Linked DNA regions of Mus musculus: all the other regions are linked to region 1. A link is a contact called in public Hi-C and HiChIP or PLAC-seq data. All regions are on one chromosome and are shown on one strand. The core of a region is the stretch at or near the end of the contact, and the rest is flanking DNA. Distances in the headings are between cores, read along the strand shown.

The links. A called contact is a pair of places that touch in the nucleus more often than the background predicts. HiChIP or PLAC-seq counts read pairs in DNA pulled down with a chosen protein or histone mark.
Region 2: an H3K4me3 HiChIP or PLAC-seq map of bone marrow-derived macrophages shows a contact between it and region 1, with 3 times the contacts expected there. The contact joins two enhancer-like sites. A contact is called at or near these places in 1 of 15 datasets of contacts at CTCF or cohesin (pro-B cells), 17 of 484 Hi-C or Micro-C datasets (the HPC-7 cell line, the STO cell line, bone marrow-derived macrophages and 11 more), 19 of 115 datasets of contacts at active chromatin or transcription factors (CD8 T cells, the HPC-7 cell line, bone marrow-derived macrophages and 13 more) and 1 of 9 other capture datasets (bone marrow-derived macrophages).
Region 3: a contact with region 1 is called in a Hi-C map of CD4 T cells, with 2.1 times the contacts expected there. The contact joins two enhancer-like sites. A contact is called at or near these places in 1 of 15 datasets of contacts at CTCF or cohesin (large pre-B cells), 7 of 484 Hi-C or Micro-C datasets (CD4 T cells, CD8 T cells, the G1E-ER4 cell line and 4 more), 8 of 115 datasets of contacts at active chromatin or transcription factors (bone marrow-derived macrophages, embryonic stem cells, fibro-adipogenic progenitors and 2 more) and 2 of 9 other capture datasets (embryonic stem cells and embryonic trunk).

What each region holds. Positions count from the first base shown.
Region 1 is chr12:12,174,904-12,178,220 of GRCm38.p6, forward strand. No RefSeq gene overlaps it. Among named protein-coding and RNA genes, the nearest start is that of Gm34348, 29 kb to the left of the region's middle. Within about 2 kb of position 1,503, at least 165 of the 459 cell types and tissues checked have an H3K27ac peak or open chromatin away from gene starts, as enhancers often do. A contact at or near this core is called in CD8 T cells, bone marrow-derived macrophages, epiblast stem cells and 3 more, where this site is marked.
Region 2 is chr12:12,290,776-12,294,092 of GRCm38.p6, forward strand. The region is part of intron 1 of Cyria (CYFIP related Rac1 interactor A); the gene reads left to right. Among named protein-coding and RNA genes, the nearest start is that of Gm34407, 3.1 kb to the left of the region's middle. Within about 2 kb of position 1,661, at least 50 of the 459 cell types and tissues checked have an H3K27ac peak or open chromatin away from gene starts, as enhancers often do. A contact at or near this core is called in CD8 T cells, bone marrow-derived macrophages, epiblast stem cells and 3 more, where this site is marked.
Region 3 is chr12:12,245,644-12,248,960 of GRCm38.p6, forward strand. All of the region lies in intron 2 of Gm40838 (a long non-coding RNA gene), which reads left to right. Among named protein-coding and RNA genes, the nearest start is that of Gm40838, 10 kb to the left of the region's middle. Within about 2 kb of position 1,603, at least 14 of the 459 cell types and tissues checked have an H3K27ac peak or open chromatin away from gene starts, as enhancers often do. A contact at or near this core is called in CD8 T cells, where this site is marked.

The DNA of each region.
Region 1 (3,317 bases), core at 253-2,752:
ATATTGCCAAAGGGAATAATTAAATAAATTAACTTTATTCAATAATTCAGAATTCCATCAACCTATGCCACCTTCAGTTTTCTTCTTCAGTCTGACTAAATGTGTTCCCTCCAAAGTCTCCCTATGCAACTACCAAAGCATGCAACTGCCACCATAGACGCTAGGATGGATCTCATTGGAGCTAGCCTGGGAACATACCCAGAAAGGACATCTCCTCCTTAACGAGAGGTGACATAGTGCCTGCCATTGTTGTGACAACGTTTTATACTTATTACTTAATTATTTAAAAAGCTATGCAATGTGCATTTCTAGTCTCACCTTACACACCAAGAAGCGGTGGCATAGGGACACATTGCCTCTGGCAGAATGTTCTAGATTTGGGTCCATTGTCTCTGTCTCTCTGAATGTGGAGCTTACTATGCTGGGTAGTCAAAAGACATAGCCACAGCTGGTGTGTCATGGATAGCCCCAATGATAGAGACACAGAGATGTTAACACCAGGGCTCAGAGAAGTGACTCCAACTTGGTAGGGTGGTGAAGGACTTTCTGGAGGAGACGAGCTGGTGTGAAAGTGGAGACTGGCAGTGCCATAGCCTGGGATTCACGTGAGTTATAAATCAGATTGTGCCTCTGGCCTGGCTTCCTTGCTCTTGCCCTGGTGTGCTCTTCCTGGCCACTAGTCTATCACCTCTTGAGTCTTCTCCACGATGGGACCTGCCAATCTCACCCCAGACCTACAGCCTCTACACACCTCTCCTCTACCTTCCCTGAATGTTCTCCCTGCTTTAGTGCAATCCTCCTTGACCATGCTCATGGGCCTCACTTAAACTTGTCCTCTACCAAATTGCCCTACTTATTTTCTTCAAAATACACAATAGTGCCTCAATTGTCCTTCGACCTGTGCCTCTCTGTCTCTCTGACTATTACTTTTCATTAGACTGTCAAGCCCTGTGAGGTTGTTTCTATGCAATGTGTTCACAGTTCAAATTCTACCGTCTAACTTTTGGACCAGCTCCAGGAGAGCTTTGGATGTGTCCTCTGATTATTTGTAGAAGACTTCCTGTAGCAAGTAGGACTGAGATGGAGCCCAACCGAGGGAGATTTAGAGGGAAGATGCTGGTCTTCTCTTCCTCTGAAAGAAAGCAAACATAGGAAGGACTTCATGGCAGGTGTCCCAAGATGCTAGAAGGAAAGAATTTCAAATCAGTAACCAACATGCCTGTTCTGCCTCTTCAACTTGTCATACAGACTGAGAAATTCCCTCTCCCCTCCCTGGAATTGGCTTCATCTGAGAAATAAGTGGGTGGGTCTCTAAACAACTCTTTAGCACTCAGATTATAGAAGGTAAACTTTCAGCATCCTTAAAGGCCTGATACCACACACACACACACACACACACACACAACCCTGTTGCCCTTCAGCCAATCCTTCAGGGACAGTGGGACATCTGCTGAACAGAGCCTCATGGCCATTACAAAGCCAGGGTTCTTACTTCATGGTCCCTGCGAATTGCAACTACTCCATTTGGCCACCAGGGGGCATCACTTACCAAGACACTGCAGTCCTCTAGAAGGTCGTTTGAATGCCCTTGAAGCTTGACGATCTGCAAAAATGTAACTCAGATATTTTGCAAAGGCGGTAGGGTGCTAGCTCCCAGGGGATGAGAAGGAATTCACACATAATCAAATATCAGAGAAAAGTAAAACGTGGGGAGGAAGCTAAGGAAAACCGGGCTCTTCACAGTGTTTGCACCACCCGGCTTGGTGGGGGTGGGGCTAAGCTCTACCTCGGTACTTATTCAGACCTAACGGTCCCCCACACCCCCACCTCTGCCTCCTTGACCCTGCACTACCCAGTGCAACCTCCTCCCACAGCTGTGAACTCCAGGCCAGGAGGATGTTGCAATCTTTGTTTTGAGGGGAAACACACACTCACAAGACAGTTGTTTCTCTGACCCATGGGGTTTGGCCTGTGAGCCCTGCAGCTGTTTCTACAGGAGCTGAAGGCAGACAGGGCTAGAGAGACAAAGTCGGGAGGCCATCTCTTCAGAACCTGGGTCTGTCTCTCACAGATTCATCAAATTGCAATGAATTCTTCATCTGGCCAGGCCTTCAGGAGACAGAGTGGTCCCATTTCCGGTTACCACCCGATTAACAGGCAGACAGAGGTGACTCATAGGTACGGTCAGATGATAGAGGGAGGACAAATGGCCCACCAAGAGGAGGGCAGTATACTCTAATTCTGCTGGGGGCTCAGATTGGTCAGGCTCCTGTAGCTGCATGAGTGGAGGAAAAAGAAATAAAAGGAAAGAATTTGACCCCCTCCTTGGAATGGTGGAGGAGAAAGGTTATTGTAGATAAAAGGGAGAGCAAAGCCAGAGGTAGACACATCTGGGCAAGTCCACAGAGGTAATGACTCTGAGCCTTGTGAGGAGTGGGGGAGGGGAAGGAAAAGGATAGTGAGGGGGAAATGGTTCAGCAGCCAGGAGGCCTAAGGAATGAAAGGGGCAAGAACCAAAATGGCTGGATTATTCAGAGAAGAGCCTCTGGGGGAAGGGCAGCCCAGCCCCTGGAAAATTCAGACTGTAGGGCAGAGTATGCAAGGATACCCTGTAACAGGTAGGGACTGAGGGATGCTGGGAGAAGAATCTGGCTGTGGGGTCGCTTTGATATGTTAAATAAGCACTATTGGCCTTTTGTCCCAGAGTTTGCAGCTTAAGGGGGGTGACACAGGAGCTGAGAACAGAACAGAACAAGGATGTAGAGAACAAAGGCATCTGGCCATTAGAAAAAGCCGGAAGCTCAGGAAGGGGAGAATTTCCATATAACTGGGACTTTGGTGTTAAGAGAAGGGACACCTGGCGCAGAGACAGGGAGGTGCTGAATGGCCAGCAGAGAATCCCTGTGTGGTACTGGAAGGTGGTCCCACATTACCTGAGTGATGGACAGTTGTCATGGTGCTCTAAGTAGGAGAATTGCAGAGCCAATCTTGTGGTGGTGGTACAGAGATGGGTGATAAAGAGATGGGTGGTTTGAAGCTGCTTAGGGGAGGGCCTAAGCCAAACTTACAGGTTGCTGTTCTACGACGGCTTGAAGATGCCTGACCGAGGGCTGTGGCCACAGAACCAGAAGAAGCCTGAGAAGCATTGCTTACCAGCAACGTCAGCCAAGGAAAAGCCAATCCCCTTTCTTGGTCAAAGCATCCTTCTGATAATGCCATGGAAGAGTGACCCTCAGGATGCAATGCATGTGTAAATTAGCCTGTGTTCTCTCCAGCTAACAGACAAGGACATTCAAAGATCTTGTCATCTCTCCTCT
Region 2 (3,317 bases), core at 411-2,910, 120 kb after region 1:
ATCCTCTAGGACCCTGTTTCTCACTACCATGCTTAGCTGACATCTGAAGGAGGTGACCTCTAGCCTATCGCCAAGTTATAACAATCCCTGGTAAGGAAGGAGGTCCCACTATGGGAATGAACACCCTCTATCTGATTCAGAGACCTTCTGCCATTGACTGGCTATGTGCTCTCTGATACTTGCCTATTGGTTTTGGGTTTTTGCATCAATAAAAGCGAACCAAAACATGCTATGTGAAGCTACTTTGATAAGGGGACATTATTTTGTAAAATGCTTGATTCATAAAAGATATGCATAGATATCGGCCAGCATGAGAACATGGAAATCCCAGGTTACAGTTGAGTAAATCAGGAGATTATTAGTGATGCAGAAAAGTGAGTCTCACTGGGACCCATTGTCATATGCTGGTACAGAAGGCATAGATAGACCTAGGGCTTCAACAACAGAAATGTATTCTTCATGGTTCCAGGAGCCAGAGTCCAAGATCAAGGTGCTGCAATGCCTGGTGTCTGGTGACAGTCTGCTTCCTAATGCTCAGATAGCCACTCTCTAACTGTGTGCTTATATGAACAATGGGGAACTCAGCCCGTCCGAGGCTTTATAAGGGTTATGAATCCCACTCACCCAGTCACAGAGTTCCAGCCTTGTGACCTGGTCGCTCCTGAGGTCTCACCTCCATATTCCGTGGCATTGGGAACTAGCGTGCAACACATGGATCTGAGGAGATAACGATCCTTAGTGACTGGTACTTGTTCTTTTGTTGCTTTAATTATTACAACTTTAAAAACTTTTTGAAAATTTATCTAGGCCTGAGTAGTCGAATCAAAGACATCCATTTGCTGTTTGGCCAACAGAGGAATGTATTTCTCTTTGCCTGGCTATAAGACCCACTTCACTGGAATGTGGGTTTACTTGAAAGAGGAATGAGAGAGTAAGGCATGGGAGGGGCCACATTCATTCAGCCTTCTAGACTCCATGGTTGGAAACTACTTTCTCTGAAGCTATCCCACTTCCCCTGTGGCTCCAGGTCCTATCTGGATTATAGCTGGCTTGTTTTGAGTCCCAGGGAAACTGTCAGGAGGGAGTGTGTAAAAGCCACTCTCTCTGGCAAGGTGTGGCACTCGGTACTGAATGCACTAAAGCCTGCATTTGTCTAAGAGTCTATGAAGAAGGCAGCCAAGGCTGCCAGGCCTGGGCATCAGCTGCCTCCTTAACCCTACTTTAGCCAAGCCATCCCCAAGGAAAAGGGAGGGAGAGGTACTTGCTCAGGTGCCTTCCAGCTCTCGAATTCATTCTGGAAGTGTAATTTATAGCTGAGCCAGCTGTCATTCTTAGATCAGGAAGGGCAAAATTATCTTCATTACTCTGCTTGCACTTCTGGTGCCTGAGACGCTACTGGGTCCCGTCAAATCTAGAATTAGCTCTGAGCCCTTGGGCTTTTAATTAAAGGGCTGAGTGAGTCAGATGGTTTATGGTTGGCCTCACATCTTCAGGGAGACACAGAGGGAGGTCGCCTGTTCTGTCATCTTCCTTTTTAGAAGTCTACTGCCTCTGTGCTGTGAGGATGTGGATCAGGATCCTCACAGAGACTTCCAGGAAGGGCCTGTGGCTAAGCTTCTTCCCCCAGCTCTGTAGACACCAGGCCCTGGGAGCTCTGAGGCAGTAGGTATGGAGCCTGCTATTGGTCTGTTCCTGGTGAGGGCCAGAGGTGAGCCAGCCCCAGGGGGTTCTCTTGTGGTTCCCTGGGCTCACCACAGTTTGTTAGTGTTTCTTAACACGACACTGTGTTCCACTTTGGATGGTTTGTGCTAAATGCATTTTCAATTCTCAGTGGTACAAAGAATAAAAAGGATTGTCTTTTTAAAGTGGGTTTGGATGTATTGAAAGCAAGGCTTCCTGCTGCGTGTCTCTGACAATTGCCTCCCCAAAGGAGTGCTGGGAAACCTGTTCTTTCCAGATATCTCTACCCCTGTTTGAAAGGAACTTAAATTTTAAAAAAATTACCTTTCTGACCAATGCTGACACTGTCAGCAGGGTAGCGATTATTTATCTAAGCTGAGACTCTTAGGTTGCAACTTTAGATTATCCTGCTCAACACCTTCCAGAGGAAGAGAAGTTTGCTCTTTCACTGGGTGTCACTGTGGAGGTTCTATGTGCAATGGAGGGTTGGTCGGTGTGAGAGTATGTCTCATGACTTGAATAGACCCATTCACCTTTCAAGTAAGCATCCCATAAGCTGCGGTGTGCCCAGCACTGTGTTAGAGTGAGCGCTGTCTCTCACCAGCACTCTCCATGGGGCACACATCAATGTTTTAACCCTTTGCCTAGCCTCCCAGGGCTCCTGCCAAGAATCTGGATGCTTTGTTTTCCTTCTCAAGGATAGATAATGCATGCACAGACTTGCTTTCTCTCCTGAGCTCCAATATCTTCTCAGCAAGACCTCTCAGTGCAGTCATTTGAATGAGAAGTAACGTCTCCCACAGGCTTACATATTTGAATATCTGGTCCTTGGTGGATATTTGGAAAGCTTACAGAACGTACTGCCTTGTTGGAGGAAGCATGTCACTGAGGGGCGGGCTCTGAGAGTTTATAGCTTCACCCCGCTTACAGGTGGCTCTCTCTGCTGTATGAGTTTGGCTGGAGATGTGATTTCTCAGTTTCCTGCTCTGGCTGCCTGCAGCTGTGCTTTTCCCACCTTTTCAGAGTCTATATCCCTCTGGAACTATAAGGCAAAATAAATTCCTTTATAAATCACTTTTGGTCATGGTGTGCTATCACAGCAAGAAAATATGTTATTAATATAGTCAGTCTTAGCGTTGCTGACATTTGGTGCAAAATATGCCTTTGTTGTAGGATATTTAGCAGTTCCCCAGCCAGAAGCACTACACACACTTCAATTTGGATGACCAAATATGTCTGTGAACACCGACAAATGTCTGATACACATCTATCTTTGCCAAAGTACCCTTCGAGTCTTTTCCTAAAAGAAAACTCATGACCAGGAGAAGTGTAGGCATTTCAAACAGTTAACTGGGGACAGAGTTGTAACTATAATTGAAATAGCTTACTTTGTGGCTAGAGAGATGGCAAAGTGGTTTAGTGCACTTGTGGCTCTTCCAGAGGATGTGTGTTTCAGTCCCAGCACCCATGTGGTGGCTAACAACTGTTTATGACTCTAGGCCCAGGGAATCCATGGCTATTTTCTTGCATCCATATGCAGGGCACACTTGCGTGTGCATGGGACACAGACATACATGCAAGCAAAACAGCCATACATACAAAATAAAAATAAATAAAATTAAAAGCAAAGACGGGAT
Region 3 (3,317 bases), core at 353-2,852, 71 kb after region 1:
TTATTACAAAGATTCCCACTAAGCTTTGTACCAGATCAACAAGTTGGTTTGGATGTTATTTTATATGGTGTCTAAGTGTGTATATTTAATGTGTCCAAGTATGATTTGTATGTCTTTGTGTGTTTGAACTCTATGGGGTGGGGGTTGCAGGGGTGGCAGTGGGGATGGTGATAGTGGTGGTGGTAGTGTTGTTGTTGTTGGTGGTGGTGGTAGTGGCAGTGGTGATGGTGGTGGTGGTCCTGGTGGCAGTCCAGGTAGTGCTGATGGTAGTATTGGTGTGATGTTACCATATTCTGACGGATTAGCACATATATATTTGGAAGCAATGTCACTAAAATACATCTAATCTCTAAAAATAATCACAAACATTATTCCTTATGTGTTCCTTTAATTTACTCAGTCCTTCCAAGGTGAATTTTCTCTAACTTTCCCCTCTGTGCAAATGTGATGAGGCTTTGTAATTACAATGCTGCCCCTTCTCCTGAAGCATCAGCCCCACCACCAACAACAACCCCAGCCTGTCTTCAAGTCTGTCTGAAGCCACCTCCTCTTTATTGTTTATGCTCTCTGGGCACCTAAGGCTGAGCCTCAGTGGACACAAAGAATGAGAATCGATAGGGAAGATGAAGAGAAACAGAAGAGCCTGCCTGGCAGAAACATGGCATCAGATAAGGATGGGAACAGAAACATCAGAAGGGGCTCTCTTTAAGGAACACAAAAATGGCTTTTGTGTGGAGTAGCCACTACTCAGAGTCCAGGAAGTAGCCTGGCTGGCCTGCTTTCAGGAATTTTAGACCATGCTATCAGGTACCCTCCAGCCTTGCTTTTTACTCAGCTTTCTTTCTACCCAGGCATCAGGCTGCAGGGTGGCACAAGCTAGGGTCTCAGCAAGGTGTCTATGAGAGAGGGCAGACATATGGCCATCAAACACGTTTCGTCATTAACCCAAGCGACTTCTACTGATTGTTGGCTGCTGTGTGCCAGATACTGCACTGCCTAAGAGTCAGGTTTCATCAGAGGCCTCTGTGTCAGTGTCATATGTACAATGAAATAGGGGAAATATTTATTAGCACTGAAGATAATCAGCTGGTAATAGTAGAGATGCCACAAAAGGTACACAAACCACTAGTTTGTAATGAGTTTCCATCAAACTTCAAACAACTCTTCATTAAGATAATGTACCTAGGCTAGCTAGTATTAGCTGGCAATGCTCAAATTCTACTCCTAACTCCTTCTTGGCTTCCTGACAAGGTGAAAGAAAAGGTCTGACCTAGTATAGAAACTAAGCCAACAGCAGTCCCGGGAAGTGGCCACATAGCTTTGTTTATATAGATGGAGTGACAAACATTAACTAGGACTCTCCAATTGTGCTGCTCTAAAGAAAATTCATGAAAAACAATTTTTAAAGTGCTTTCTAGAGTTTCCAGAATGCAAATGTTTATGGCACCTGCCTGACACAGGGCCAGAAAACTATAATGAACTATATAAAATCATATAAGGAGTGAGAGGAAGTTTAGCGTTTAGTGCTAGGCTCGCCTCAGTCTCTGAACATTTCCTGACACAAAACACCTCTTTGGTATAGTTGATTTCTTTGTTTTGATTTGGTTTGGTTTTGGTTTTGGTTTTGGTTTGTTTGTTTGCTTCTGAGACAGGCTTTCTCTGTATAGCCCTGACTGTCCTGGAACTCACTTTGTAGACCAGGCTGGCCTCAAACTCAGAAATCTGCCTGCCTCTGCCTCCCAAGTGCTGGGATTGAAGGCGTGCACCACCATTGCCCGGTGTTGATTTCTTTGTAATGTTGGTCTTACTGTTTCCTCTGTGGTTATAGGGAATTTTGTATAGCTATTGCTCCTGATTCTCTAGAACTTTCTCTTTCTCAGTTTCAATGGCTTGTAGTGGTCTACAATTTGATGTGTTGTGAATACACTCATATCCCTCTGGCTTTCACTGTCTGCTTTTTTTCTTTCTTTCTTTCTTTTTTTTTAATATCCAGCTCCTTTTTCCAAATGTATCTTCCAATACCACTGCCTGAAGGCCAGTTTAACTGGTAATCCACTTTACCACTCCGCTTTTTCTCAGCAGCAGTTGAAGAAAAACAGCTGGTTTGTTTTGTTTTTCTCCTAATGTGGTTGTCTTGGTCATGTAACTTGAAGCTGTTTTGCAGTTTCGTTTTGCATTAACATTCATGTTTTACAATTTGTAGACAAATTGTGTAGCCTTTATGTATGTAAAGAAACCTTATTTGAATTTTTCCTCAATAATGGTGGCATACCCTTCTAGACATATCAAGGTTCTTAAGAAGAAACCAAAGCCTGCAGGGAAATTAGTTAGGTATTTTCCAAGATCCTTAACAGAACATCACCATCAGACTGAAACTCCAGTCCTCTGACTCCCGCTCCATAGGTGTTTCTCTCTAACACTTCCTGTTAGCCTATTTAAAAAGATCCTCAATACTCCAGGCATTAATGTAAATTATTCACTTGTTCATGTGTCTGTGTACCCATTGAGTAACATGATCACCCTCATCTACCTTTAATAACATCAACAAATGCATGCATTATGACTAAGCCTTTCTGGCGTTTTCCTGTTTGTTGGGGTTATGCACAGTGATCACTTGATTCCTTTTGGGGAGGCAGCAGTAAGTTTAACAGCAGCTCTCAGGCAGGGTCATTTTTTGCTCTTGGGAACAAGGTTACAGTTCTCACATTCCCACACTCACCACTGCAACTTCAAAGAAATTCTGCAATTGAGAGTCTCTGTTGCTACCTTGCAGCTAAGGCTCTCTCTCCCCTCATTTCTCTGAAGCCATGGTGAAAATTTCAATTCCCCAAATAGGAAAAAAGAGAAAGAAAAAAGAAAAAAAAGAACTAAATAGGCATTAACAAACTAATCTCTCCATTTCTTTGGAAATTGCAAACTAGCTGGATTTTTCTCTCATGACTGGTAATAGCCATGAAGAAACCAATCAGAGTTCTTTCTCTTCAACCTCAGAAATGCATCATTTGGAAAAGCTTTCCTTATTGGAAAATAAAATGAAGAGAAAAATCATATTAGAAACTAATGAACTCACACAGCATTGCTTTCATTACTTAGTTACCTCCGGGAGTGGATAATTCTCTTTAAACAAATTGTTAAAATGTGTGCTAAGGGACATGCATTTCTAAAAGCCTCATGTTATCAAACCCCAGTGACAACCTTGTTTCAACCGCACCAATTTTACAACAGAAAATCAGTCTAGTCTTTCATACTTTCAGTTTCCGTTAACTTCAATCTAGTTAAAGTCATTAAGCCCATGGACTGACCCAGATTGAGAAAAA